Linked DNA regions of Lactuca sativa: region 2 is linked to region 1. The links are chromatin contacts, called in public Hi-C maps. All regions are on one chromosome and are shown on one strand. Each heading gives the region's core, a stretch centred on a gene start, on an enhancer-like site or on the middle of the called end of the contact. The rest is flanking DNA. Distances are from core to core; before and after follow the strand shown.

What was found. A called contact is a pair of places that touch in the nucleus more often than the background predicts.
Region 2: a Hi-C map of leaf shows a contact between it and region 1, with 6 times the contacts expected there. The contact joins the promoter of LOC111914371 here to the promoter of LOC111904916 in region 1. A contact is called at or near these places in 3 of 4 Hi-C or Micro-C datasets (bud and leaf).

The regions. Positions count from the first base shown.
Region 1 is chr8:277,949,088-277,951,706 of Lsat_Salinas_v11, forward strand. LOC111904916 (proteasome subunit beta type-5-B) reads right to left here and starts at 1,294. Exons shown (of 8, transcript XM_023900619.3): 1 at 1,143-1,294; 2 at 328-453; 3 at 93-222. The coding sequence starts at 444.
Region 2 is chr8:278,423,621-278,426,239 of Lsat_Salinas_v11, forward strand. LOC111914371 (U-box domain-containing protein 45) reads left to right here and starts at 1,300. Exons shown (of 6, transcript XM_023910123.3): 1 at 1,300-1,561; 2 at 2,064-2,157; 3 at 2,335-2,520. The coding sequence starts at 2,107.

The DNA of each region.
Region 1 (2,619 bases), core at 44-2,543:
CAAATCACGATTCATAATTAATCATTGATCAAGTAAAGATAAAATTTTAAATGAATAAAAACAGCATGATATCTCGAAGAAGAAGTGCATACATATATAGCCTCCCATGCTAGCTCGGGAATCTGCAGCAACCATCACACCCTCCTTGAAAATAAAAGCCAAAGTGGTTGTTCCCTTTGCTGGTTTTACCATTTGGATAGAATTCTTCTGAAATCCATCAAACTGAAACAAAGGATTTGATGTAGTGTTTTAGCAATAAATACATTCACTTAACATCTAGCAGAAAGGTAAAAAAAAGAAAAAGGCAAGAATTGTGAAGAAACTCACATCTGATGTAACTGGAAGGTCAAATGAAGGGGCATCTGAGAACCCATCAGAAAGCAAGTCATCACTTCCTCCATAGAGTGGTGCACTTGATTCTAGTCCACTAAAGTCGAGCTTCATGATTTCCACCTAAACACATCAAAATTCATTAGTAAGGTTTCTAGTTCACAATCTGGAAGCTACATGATTTGCAGTATACACAAATTTCATGCTCTCCTCAACTGTATTGGATAAAGTGCATGATATCTGTAGAGACTAAGGTGTTGTTTGTTTTTGATTTAGTAGGCTAAATGGATGAAAGACTTATGGGGTACAGATATCTAAGGTAGTTTTCTTTTATACTAAATGCTTAAACCATGGCTTAATGGGATAAGTGGGAGTCGTTATCAATTCAAACGCTCCCTCACGTTTCTGTTTACCTTCTTTATCCCATTCAACCCTTTTACCTAAACCCCCTCCCCTTGATCTTTTTTCGCTGCACAACATCTAAACAACCCTAAGGAAAATACGTTTCCTATTGTGTAGAAGATGGACTGATCTGCGTACATCTTCCTCAACATCTTCTCCCGCTGCTCCAGATTCCTTCGATTTTTCTAATGGGTTAACGAAACCGTCACTCAAACCCGACCAATTGCGTTGCTACATCCATGATATCAGGTTTGAAGGAGTGATGTTTTTAACAACAAAATGTACAATTCGTAACAAACCCTAGATTATGAAGACCTGATTCTGAGCGAGATCAAAGAAAATGCATACAGCAATCTACCTAGCTAAATTGAAGAGCAAATGGAAGTCGAAGAACTAAGTCGAGATCATACCTTTAAATCGGAAAGAATAGACCAGATTGTTAATACGTTGATTCAGCAGAGAGAAAACTCAAATCAGAGTATTTGAAGGAGTGATTTCTTGAACAACACTATAACTTAAAATCCGACTCTCGATGGGTTCGGAGTTCTGACCCGGTTCATGTGGATCCAATAAGTACAGCCCATTAAAATAAGTTCGTCATTTTCGCGGCTCCAGTATTAAATTTGAGTTCGGCCCATGGATTTGAAACTTTTTATTTAGGGCCAAGAAACATTATAACAACACTGAGAAATATTGAGAAATTGTTAAAAAAGTCTTAATATTTTTGGAAAAATCTCATTTTATTCTAAAATTTATTTTTTGAACAGAAAGTCTCGATTATTTCATTTTGGCTCAAATTAACAAAAAAAAAAATCATTTTTTCTTTTAACATGAAATAGCATATTATCGTCTAAAATGAAATAATTTGGAATTTTTTGTTCAAAAAAAAAGGATTAAATTGAAACTTTTCCAAAAATATTGGGACTTTTCTAACAATTTCCCTAACAACATTTATTGGTAACCAACTATCGATTTATTCTTTTAAAAACTTTTACTTGTATGGATATCAACTAGCATCGAATGTGGACTCACAAATAACAACTCAACCATCAAAGGATACAACTCAGACATCAAATGATCTAACATGGACTCACAAATAACACATCAATATTCAAAGGAAAGATCGACTCTATGATCAACAGAAGCGGGAACATGATAAGGTTCGTAATGATAATTGTACTCATATAACCACAATCAAACTCATCATTATCATAATCCAACTACTTCAAATAATCTGCAAGAAGTTTTCATATCGATACCCTCAAGAAACAGTTTACAAATTAAAATGAAAAATTGCAAATATGTGCTAAAGGAGTAAAATTATGCTTGATTACCTTGTATAAAGTGAACCTAAGGTATATATTGTCTCTAATTGTGATCAATTTGTGTAATTTTGTCGCATTTTGATGGACTGTAATGGATTACCAGCCATCCTTACTTTCATAGGGTTGGTTGAAGCATACATATATATTTACTTCAATTATACATATATATAGTTGTTATATATACATGTAATTGTTATTAAAGAGGGTTTTTTCTATTCTTCTAACATAATGGCATCTTCTTCATCAACAACATTGTTTCCTTTAAGATAAACTACAAAGGTTTGTTCGTGTTTGGGCCATTTGGTTATTATGAAGGTGGGGAGACATTAACCCTTGAGAATACTAATTTCACTAGCATGGAATACACATAGTTTTTTGATCTTATGAAGAAGGGAACAATAATGATGTGCTCATGTGTATATTATGTTGTTCCTGGAAAAGATTTACATAATGGGTTTAAAAATACTCAAATATGATGTTGATTTTAAACATTTTGTTGCTTATAGATTTAGAAGCATGTATGTGTGTATGTATGTGTATGTATGTATGTATGTATATATAT
Region 2 (2,619 bases), core at 50-2,549, 470 kb after region 1:
GTATTTAACTTCTAGAATTAAAAATAATTTTTTAATGATTTATACTTGTTAAAAACCAAGTAGGTTAGTTTTTATTATATAACAAAACCCAATTCAAAATACTTGAATTCTTTTTTTTTTCTACTAAGATTTTTATTTTTTTGAATTTGATAAACATTGGTAATATTTATTTAAAACATTAATTATACATCTTTGTTGTTTTTAAAAGAAACAACACAAGTTTATATCATTTTTTAACGGTTATATTAAAACAATGCGTAATTCGTTATGTACCCGCTCAATAATGTAACACAAAAAGTTCATTAGATAATATCATGCTCAACCGATTTAATGAGTAAACCGAATTAATTAATGTGTGATTCAAATTTTATAATTCAATAACATATAAATATAAAATCTAATAAAATTAAATAGGATGAAGTCATTTTAATCGGTTAATTGTATAATACACTTTAGAAATTCATGGCGAAAATGGAGATTGTGACACGACTATTCTTCATTATAAATGAGTCATATGTGTATTCAAATCAGTAGCAATGAAACAAAATCAAGGATTTTTGTTATATATCTTAATTAAAACAATATATTAGTAACTTACAATAATTTCTATTAAACCCATTCACAAAATCAAATATTATATGTATTTAAGATAAAATATCTAGTTGTTTTTTTTTTCTTTATATGTTTTTATAATAATCGGTTATACGTGTTCAAAAAAAAAAGTTAATTTACATTTAATGACAAAATACGTTAACTCTCATTTAATAATAAAATATATTAGTTTTCTTTAACACAGAATATTGCAAATAATTCATTAAATTATCAAAAACCAAAACAATGAACAAATAATAAAGCACAAAATATTTCATCTAAAATAATAAAAATCATCTAGTTTAAAAATGTCTTGTAATAATGAACATTTGTTTTGTGTGTATGTGTTTATTTTAGTAAAAGCGTTATAAATTAAATGACAAAATACGTTAGTTCTCATTTAATAACAACATATATTATTTTTCATTTAAGGAAAAATGTTGAAAGAACTCATTAAAATATATATAAAAAAAAAGTTACCACACCATAATGAAAAAAAGTTAAAAAACAAAATATTTCATCTAATATTATAAGAAACATATTGTTTAAAAAGTAAATCGTACATTCAACTCGTAAATAAATTATTTAATTGTTTTTTCAATAATTAAAAGCTTAAAATATTATTATAATGCTAAATATTAAATCAATAGATTTGATTTGTGATTCTTATTTAATAATATTATTATGTTATTCGATCCCTAGTTTGTGTTCATTTCAAAATATCCCCTTTTACCATTTACGCCTCTAAATCCAACCCCCCCTTTCTCAGTCGTTATCTTTCCTTTTACTCTGTCTGTGTTCAGATTTGGCAACAATTGCATCTGTTCTTGACTTTTACTCAAATCATGTGCAAATCTAAAGTTGCGAAACGAATGGATAATATTTGCATATTCGAAACCCTAAAAGATTTATTACTTCATTAAATTTTCGTTTCCAATGTTCGTTTGATGAAGCTTCCCTGTTCACCCTGGTACGTTTTCAGGCAAAACACCCAAAATTCATTCTTACTATTTCTTAGTTTTTTTAATTAATTGGGTGCTCGTGATTTGAAATTTGTTAGGTTTGTTTTCTTTCAATGTATATATTTTTGTTTTTTGCAGAAATTACAAAACCCCGTTTATGTTTTCTTTGTATTCTTCATTGAAGAGATTTCTGGCAATGGTTGAAGTATTTTTTTTATTTTTGGTTTTAGTTTGTGTAATTTACCGATCAAGTTTTTCCAAATTGGTTGTTGTTAAATTCATTTTTTGTTTTTAGTTCTCTTTTTGTAATTTACTGGATCAAATTTATGTAACTTCCTGTTTTGTGAGTTCATACATTTTTTTTTTTTAAATTATCATATTCATGTTTTTCCTTGATTTTTCTTAATATTTACTGCTACACCTGATCGCGAATTATCTGATGAGGTCTTGATGAATCTGAGTTACCGAGTTAACGGAAATGTAACTGCTGTCGTATGCTAATCATTTCAGGTTATCTGAAGTCAACAAAATCATATTTTTGTCAACGTAAATCATGGAAATTTCCGAAATTGAAGAGAATATGTTTGCGCTGGGTGAACCGAAGGTAAATCTTTCGTTATTCTTTTTAATTTAATTACAATATTTGATGATCTACTTGGTGTATTATTGATGGACTTATTCATTATTTGTTTAATTTCCTTCAATTCTGTCAATCTGCCGTAGTTTTCTCAAATATATTTTAAATATAATTTATTAATTTAATAAATTTGTTTTATTATAGCTACACGGAGGAATGTGTAAGACGCTCTCTTTGATCTACATCAAAGTGTTGACCGTTTTCCCTGAGTTAGAAGCATCACGTCCTCGAAGCACTTCAGGGATTCAAGCATTATGTTCTTTGCACATAGCATTAGAGAAAACAAAAACACTTCTTCAACACTGCACTGAATGTAGCAAAATTTACTTGGTACAAAATCTATCCTCTTTTCATCTTATATTACATTTACCTATTTACCCATTAAAAGTAATTAATTACACGATTTTTATTTATTCATTAACATTGTGT